2 separate regions of the Callithrix jacchus genome follow, and region 2 is linked to region 1. A link is a contact called in public Hi-C data. All regions are on one chromosome and are shown on one strand. The core of a region is the stretch at or near the end of the contact, and the rest is flanking DNA. Distances in the headings are between cores, read along the strand shown.

What was found. A called contact is a pair of places that touch in the nucleus more often than the background predicts.
Region 2: a contact with region 1 is called in a Hi-C map of skeletal muscle, with 3 times the contacts expected there. The contact joins the enhancer-like site here to the promoter of GYPC in region 1. A contact is called at or near these places in 2 of 3 Hi-C or Micro-C datasets (both in skeletal muscle).

The regions. Positions count from the first base shown.
Region 1 is chr6:111,486,788-111,491,186 of calJac240_pri, forward strand. GYPC (glycophorin C (Gerbich blood group)) reads left to right here and starts at 2,434. Exons shown (of 3, transcript XM_008999045.5): 1 at 2,434-2,615. The coding sequence starts at 2,576.
Region 2 is chr6:111,522,821-111,526,989 of calJac240_pri, forward strand. GYPC (glycophorin C (Gerbich blood group)) reads left to right here. Exons shown (of 3, transcript XM_008999045.5): 3 at 908-1,622. The coding sequence ends at 1,104. Among named protein-coding and RNA genes, the nearest start is that of GYPC, 36 kb to the left of the region's middle. Within about 2 kb of position 1,376, at least 3 of the 16 cell types and tissues checked have an H3K27ac peak or open chromatin away from gene starts, as enhancers often do. A contact at or near this core is called in skeletal muscle, where this site is marked.

The sequences.
Region 1 (4,399 bases), core at 1,184-3,683:
TTGTCACTGCTCTGAACCTCTGGGTTCTCAGCTTCACAATGGACTCTTGGCAATACTCCCTTTAAGAGTATTTATGGGAATTCGTTGAGATAAGAACTAGTTTATTGTTGCAAGATATAACTGAGTTTTTTTTAACTTCATGAAAAAATTTCCAGCACATGAAGACACACTAACAGTGCATTTCTTGACTTAATATCAGACTGTTAACATATAATCAAATTTTTCATATAATTATTTTTTCTTCTTAATATAATAGTCATTTAGTTAACATTAGGAACTTCCACAGTTAAATTTTCTGAAATATATCAAATGTTTCTAATTTGTTACACACTATGAAACACTATTTACTTTCTTTTTCAAATGATCTGGGGTCCTTACTATAAACAAAGTATGTGTTAGAGGAAGAAGGGGGCCAACATCTTTAAGTAACTCCAGTGTGCTCTCATTGTAATTGTCTCACTAATTATTATCAAATATCTTACTTACAACAGCCTAACTTTGTAGATTGCTCTAATTTCCAGGATAAGAAAATTGAGGCTTAGAGAAAGAAAGTAAATTGCTAAAGACTACCCAGCTCGTACGCAGTAACTAACGAAGATTGATTTCCAGAGCCCTTGCTCTTTAATAGTGCAAGGAACTGCCACATCCTCCAGTGAAAGTTGGAGCTGAGAATGCTTTAGTTCTGGAACAAATGCTACTTTATTCTTGTATCTGACTTTTGTAGTGTGTGGGGCTCTCCACTTTCGCTGTTTAGTTTATTAATTTTTTGGCTTCCTTTCTGTAAGGAATTTTCTACAACATTTTGATGCCTTCAGTCTGTCCTACCCTAAGAAATTAAGGAAATCTCTTATGATTATGTCTAAGGCTAGTAGGTTCTAAATCATGTCTAAGGCCAGTAGGTTCTATAAGCATGCTGCAAGGACCTAATGACTTGTTCTTTGGTTACCTGGAAGGAGTTTCTGCCTCTGTCCAATTCTCCAGTTGCATTTCACATAATTAAAGAGAAAATAACTTTAATTATTTGTGAAAATAACATTTCACAACTTTAATTATGTGAAATGCAATTGGAAAGTTAGAAGGAAGGGGAGGAGGACTATTGTCCCACCTAGACATTATTGTATCTATTACCAAAAAAAAAAAATGAAACTGTTAAAGTCATCGTTGCTCGTTAGTTTATTAAATGCCTTTTCTGTTCCCACTGGGATTCTACCATCACTGCCTCTGTAAAACCCTGGCATGCAGGTGATCTTGCCTCCATTTTATGCATGAGGAAATCAAGATTCAGGGCTTCCCCACCAGGCCGAAGGCATTCTGTGAGTAGTTTACTTCAGATCAGCATGCCCGTGCTGCACATGGCAGTTTGACTAAAGATCTGTAAGCAGTGGGGGTTCTTCACGACCTAACAGAAGAGAATTGTGAGTGCTTTCCCACTGCAGCAAGAAGGCCTGGAGCTTGTGCAGCCCACGTAGAGGGGAGCAAAGCTTCTGCGCTGCACATCTCTAGGGGTCAGCCTCTCATCGTATTCAACACAGAGCACAGCCCCAAAGGCACTGCTCACACATTGTACAGACAGCTGGCCTGGCTCTCTAGATTGTGCAGGACAGGCCTTAATGGCAGAAGGTAGAGGAGAGGAGGGAGTCACAGAAGTGCTTGGGAAACTATGAAGTAAACAATGAAAAGCAGCACAGGACGGTTCAGACGTCACACAGGAGAAGTACAGGGTGTTCCCCTGGGCGGGGTTTTAAAACAAGGGCCTCAAATTCCTGGGCAAAATGGGCAGATAATGCTATGATACATTTTTTGTAGGTGGTGACAGTTGACTTGCATTTAACGAACCAAGGTATGTATGGAAATCCATGTGGAGGTTTTCATGTCAAAAGTAGAACAAATTCACAAACTCCACTACTTCTGGCAGCTTCAGACAAAGGCAATGGGAACAAATCACCTGACACTTGCCCAGCAATTCTTCCTGTTTTGGAATAATCTTTGCTAAACAGGCCATCCATGGGTACAGGGCTCGCAAAGGCCAACAAGACAGGGACTCTCCCCAGGGACAAATGCCCCGCGGCAGGCTCAGAGAGGCCACCCAGCTATCCAGCGGCGGCGCAGCCAGCCAAGATTTCAACACAGTTCTGCCCTATTTGGTCACCATCCCCGACAGTGTTGGGCCAGGCCATCATTTCACATCAGGGAGTTTTCCTTGCACTCCAGGGGGACTTCTCAACCACAACCTCTGTATCCGGTAGTGGCAGATGGAAAGAGAAACGGTTAGAAAAGCGTGGTTCTTGCGCAGGAAAGTTGGAGTACAGAAGAGTTCAGAAGTGGGCGGGTGTGTGTTTAAAAAAAAAAAAAAGGGTGGAAACCCCACCAGCCAAGTCTGCAGAAAAAAAATAAATGAAGTCTGCCTATCTCCGGGCCAGAGCCCCTCCCCTCAGCCCTCGCGGGAGGCGTGTGACCCAAGTGGCCGCTTCCTCTAGTCGCTGAGGGTCAGGAGCCCGGGAGCGCGACCCTCCCTCGGCCCGGCCCGGCGGGTCTCCGCTGCGTCTGCCCGGTCTGACGCCCAGGACCGTGGGCCATGAGCAGCCCCAACCGCACGGCGCCGCCCCTCGACCTCGGTGAGTACCCGCCGTGGGGAGGGGTCCTGGGGGCCCGCGGGAGGCCGCGGCCCGCAGCAAGCAGCCGGGGGCCAAGCCGCTGCCACGTACGCCCGGGTGTCCCGATCCGTGCCCGGCCTCTCGGCGGAGGAGGCGCCCGCGGGGCTCAGATCCCCGACTCCAGCCCCCTGTTCCCGGCGCCTGGGCTGCGCCTTGTCCCTGTCCCGCGTCCCGGACACCGTCGCGCAGCGTCCACGCGCCCGGAGCTGGAGAGGCCTCCAGCCCGCTCGCCCAGGGCGCGTCGCCGGCTTTGTGTTTCTTTGTGCGTGGCATGTGAAGTGTCAAGGGCCAGAATCGTCCCCCTAAAGAACAGTTAGGAAAGAGTCCACAAGTTGTGTCTGTGCTTCTGCCCAGCCTGAGGCTGGCGGGCGGGCCCGGGTGAATTTCAGGCAACTCCAGCCTTGCCCAGGGACGTGCTGGCTCCGCTGGGCGCCGCAGGGGCACACAAACGCGGGAGAGTCGCGGGCCTGAATCCTTTGGGGATTTGTAATTCCTCGCTGCTTGTTTTCTTTCTCTTTTAAACCGTCACGTTTTCTTGCTGACGGGAAATCCAATGCGATGAAAGTTTTTATAGGTGCTTGGAAACATTGCTGGGCCTCTCTCTGCCCTTTTCCTCTGCCACTGGGCTTTTGCAATAAAAACTACCATTTTATTTAACCAAAAAGCCGAATGCATGCCCCTGTTATCCCTCATCCTGGCGTCCGATCCTGAGAGTCTGTCAGAGAGGAGCTATCCTGAGCCTATCATGTGATAACGTTACCTTACTAACATGATAACGATATGGGTATTGGAGACACCAACTCTCTTAGAAGTCTTTGAAATCCAGAGGGCTGTGAGGCCTCATCCCTCACCCTGCCGGAGCTTGGCATGGATAAACGTGGCTTCAGTCTACTTGTGTACGCAGCACTGCGTGTGCCCATGGTTCTGCTTGGGCCAGCCTGGGAGTGAGGAACATCAAAGGTGCTTGGGAGTAAGGCCCCTGAGTGTGCACTGGGATCATCTGCACTGCCTCTTAGCAAGGCAGTCTCTCTTAGCTCCAGATTACTCATCTGCAAATTAGGAATAATACCAGGAGAGTCCTCATCTTAGCAGTAAGAAGTGTGTATAAATGGCTCCACACAGAGACGGACACACCCTAAGTGCTGGATCCAGGCCGGGCATCTTCATATAATTGTACGTGGTTTCCAGAGTTCACATGCTTTAGTGTGTTTGCGTATGTGTCTAACTTGAGCATGTATTTGTGTGTGTGTATATGGCGGGGCCTGGGTTAAAGGGACAGAAGCCACTGTCCTTATTCCAATTTAGGCACTGAGGAGGTGAGACTGAAAGACATCCCCATGTCTGAAGAGGATGGGTTTGCTAGACCCCCGCCCCGTGCCCAGCCAAGCCTAGCCCCACAAGCAGTTCTCCAGGACTCAGGTTTCTGACCTTCAACACTTACCTTGGGAGACATACAGCGGTGCAGCCCTTGCTGGCGTGCTATTACACATTAGACTTCCGATTGATTTATGGCAGGATCCCTGCTGTGTGGGAACTGCAGGGGGGTGGGGGGAGGCAGCTATTTCTTGCTGCTAACTCAGGCAGGATGTGTCTATATCCTGTCTCAGTTTATGTAGCTGCTCATTAGATCCAGAGGTTAGAGTGGAGAGGACCCACTTCCTCCAGGCAGGCTTGCTCTGCTCAGGTGGACTAAGTCCCAAAGCCACAGTTACTATGCGTGAGTCATGCACAGCAATTCGTTTACC
Region 2 (4,169 bases), core at 126-2,625, 35 kb after region 1:
TTGGCACCCTCTCATGACCCTCTCCTACTTTGGTCCTTTCTGTGGCCAAGTCCTGATCCTCCTGCAGATTCACCACAGTCCTCACTCCCCAGGAAGGAATGGGAGCAGGGTGGTGAGGAGGGGCCATCAGGCCTTTGGAAAACACAAGCTGTACAACCTGCCCCAAGCACAGTGAATAGCCTAATCCCCCCACCCACCATATACTGTATGTAGAGCAACAAGCGCTGCACTGTTTTCTGGGACTTTCCTGGTTTTACAATGGAAAACCTCCAAAAGAGTTTCAGTCCTGGGATAGGATCCTAGGCTCTCTGCAGAGTGCTTAGTAGCACAACTGTGGGGAAGAAAAAGAGAAGGGAGAGAAGGAGGGAGAGGAGAGGAGAGAGGAGGATCATTTTAGCAAGGCGGAGATCCAGGGCAAGCGCACAACAGGCTGATGACGCACGTGAAAGGAATGAAGTGGCCTGTCTGGGGTTGGTACGGATGTCTCCGACGTACAGTGGTTCAAACATATTCAGTAGGAACCGTACTTTGAATTTTGAGTTTTGATCCTTTCCCAGGCTGGCAATACATAGTGTGATACACTTTATTATAAAATAGTCTCTGGGCCAGATGATTTTGCACAACTTCAGGTTAATGTAAGTGTTCTGAGGCTGCTTAAGCTACTCTAAGCCAGGCCAAGTTTTGCCGCTCAGTAGGTTTGGTGTACTAATCGCATTTTTCACTTACAATAATTTTGACTTATTATGGGTTTACAGGAACTGGTTCCCATCATAAATCAAGGAGCATGTGTTTTGCTTGTGGCAGCGTATCTGTCCTCACACAACCCCTGTGGGTCCTGACCCCCATCAGGACCCAGGGTCCCAGGGCCCCTGCTCAGGCTGACTTTTGCACATCTTCCCACCTGCAGGTGTGATTGCCGCTGTGGCCATCGTCCTAGTCTGCCTCCTCATCGTCATGCTGCACTACATGTGCCGGCACAAGGGCACGTACCACACCAATGAGGCCAAGGGCACAGAGTTTGCTGAGAGTGCGGACGCAGCACTGCAGGGAGACCCTGCCCTCCAGGATGCTGGTGACAGCAGCAGAAAGGAGTACTTTATTTGAGGGGCAACAAACTTTACTTCCCCAAATGCCTTCAGCTCCATCAGGAAAAATGTACCCCACTGTCCAGCACCCCTACTGATACCACCAGGCAGCCGGAGAGAGCATTTGCTCCTTCCCAAGATTCGCACCTGGGAACACTAGGTGCCTGCCCAGGAAGGAATGGAGGAGGACTCAAGCTTCATCAGGCCTCGCCCAGGGACCCATGGAGGCAGTGGCCACCTCAGAGGCCACCCTTTGCTCCACCGAGGTGGGAGAAAGTCTGGGCACACAGGGCCCCTGGGCAGTGCAGGACAACATCATGTCACTAGCAGGAAAGTCCTTGTTGAGGATGAAGGGGTGCTGGGTACCCAGGGGCTGGGGAAGCAAGGAAATAAGTCATCTGTATGCTGACTGGGGATAATGGCATCAAATGTCAGCCCTTGACATTTGCGGGGAACAGCAGATGCCAGAGCTAAAAGGTACCTTTGTCTCCCATTGATCCAGCTCAGAACAATTGGAAATAAATTTGAAACGTAACCGAGCATTCAGAGTCCAACAGTATTACTATAGTTGTCTGGGGAAAGATAAACGCCACCCAGGGCTTGCTTTTCACCTGTCCGATATTATGTTCTCTGACGGGGCCAGGGCAGTCATTTCTGGCTCCTGCAAGGGCCAGTTCTCAGAGAGCACAACCAGTACAGGCAGCTCCCAAGCCTGCCAAGGGAGGAAGGATGAGTGATCAGCTTTCCTCTTCCTGCAGAGGCACCAGCTGTATGAAACAAAACGAAGGGTGATATGTCCCTCTAGAAATAGCCTGTCCCAGTGGCCAGGGCACTGGCTGAAGCACTGATTTTCCAAGATGCAGTGTTAGAACAAATGGACCTGATCCAAAACTGTGAGTGAATCCCACCCATCCTTCCGATAACAGTGACCATGGCAACCAGTGCTGGGAGCAGAGACTGCAGAGCTCCACTGCCTGATTTTGGATCCCAGCTCCCCTTTCCAGCTCCCAGAACCTTGAACAACTCTTTTGACCCTTCTGGCTTTGGTGTTCTCCCTCACATGGAAATGATGCTGATTTCCTCAACACTGACTGCCAGCGTTGAGGATCAAGTGCTCAGAGCTCCCTATCTTCCAGTGTCATCAACTGTGTGGTGCAGTAAGAGAAGATGAACTGGTTAACCATCACTTTCCAGGTGATTTATTCCAAGATTCCCAACAGCTTAGCTGTCACTTCAGGGACCAGCAGCTGTGAGATTAAAGACTGCACACCAGGTGCTGGGATCACCTAGGTACTTCCTGGGGCCCAGGCTTCTCAAGGCTGCACCATCTCCACCTGGGAGTTGGCAGAAAGTCCCATAGATCTCCCTGGGAGGATTATGGGCATGCAAGCTCAGTGGGATGTCCAGCAGCCAGAAGAGCTGACAGTCCTGGAGCCATGGTGGAGAGGATGAGTCGGGAGCTCACAGAAGCAGTGATGGAAGAAGCCTGGTCCAAAAGCGAGACCTTTCCCTGGTGACCCAAGCTTTCAGGCCTTCATCTATAAATATGTACAAGGCAGTTTAGAAAATGATGTATCATGCAAAGTGAAAACCGTGCAGACTCCTCAGCATCTTCACTGGCCCAGTGTGGACGCTGACGCTGGTGGGAGGGGAACAGTGCACACAGCCTTTTCCAAGTGTGTTGAGCCAGAGGCCCCATTTGCTCACAGGATACCTGCTAAGAACTCGTGGACCAAGTGGTCCTTGGAGCACATTTTGAAAACACTTGGCTAAATGGCTTCTAATAGCCCTTCCTGTGGCAATGCCATTTCAGGTTTTTGAGCACCATATCTTCCAGGTTTAGAAGCACAGATCACTGTCCACTAGGCACAGAGGAGGCACCAGAACCCACACGTAGACATGCATTGGGTTGAAAAGGCTCGAGATAGATGATAAGCCCAGAGCTCTCCAGAGCCCCTAGAGTGCGGGTGCCTGTGTGGAGGAAGGATGATGGTAACTCACCCCTTTCTCCCTCATTGGGCCCAGGAGCTGTCTATACTAAGCCTGGCTCCCTGGCCTCTCACCTCCCCTTCCTCACCTCCATTCATCCTCACCCTGCTGCCTGCCCAATGTCCTGGAAAACTATTGAAACACAGTTTGCTCCCAGCCCACTGGGTCCCCAGAACCAGCCAGAATCAGGCTCAGCAGCAGTGGTGATGACATGGAAGCTGCAGAGCAGGGTTGTCCCAGGTGGCCTAGCTCAGGTGCCACAAGAAGGGAGCTGTCACAGGCTAACTGCAGAGGCCAGAAAGCCACATCAGAGAGCAGGGCAACTTAGAGATGATGCCCTGGTGCACATGCACTTGCGCGCGCGCGCACACACACACACACACAGACACACAGGGAGAGTACACACTGGCAAGCACTTAATAATGCTCTCTTAGATTAGGGACCAGGTTTTTAAATCTTTGACCCTTTCTCCAGCAATGCTCTACGTCATTCCGCAGCATGCCTGCAACCATTGTTAGTTGGGGTAAATAATGCACACATTTGCACATACCAGAGTCAAAAAACTGTTAAGAAGGAAGAATAAGGAGAGGAAAGGAAGAGAAGGGATGGGCCAGAGAAGGGCTGGAAGAAGAAGGAAAGGGACAGAGCTCTGTAGAAAATCCCAGCTTCTTTGCACATAAGCCTCCTTTAATCCTCAAAATAATCCTGGCAAGTGGATATCCTTATTCTCCCTTTAGAGCTATAGAAATTAAGGCTCAGAAAGGTCAATGAGCTTTGCTGGAGGTCTCATGGCTTCTAATGGCAGAGGAACCATTTAACTCAGGCCCTTCTGGCCTCCCGTCAGCAGGTGAAGATGAGTCAGCAGGAGCCCCACAGGGAGCAGAGCAGGTAACATCAAGACTCATGGATATTGGCATGATTCATCAGTGCTGGGATCAAAGAATCCCAAGCCAGGTCTCTGCCACCCAGTGGTCCTGGACAATGATGGCCCAGGCACCTCTACCAGCATCCCCAATCCCAATCAGAGCTGCCCTGGGATGAGAGGTCGCTCTTCCTGGTGGGAAGAGATGATGCAGTGGAGCCTACCTGCCCTTG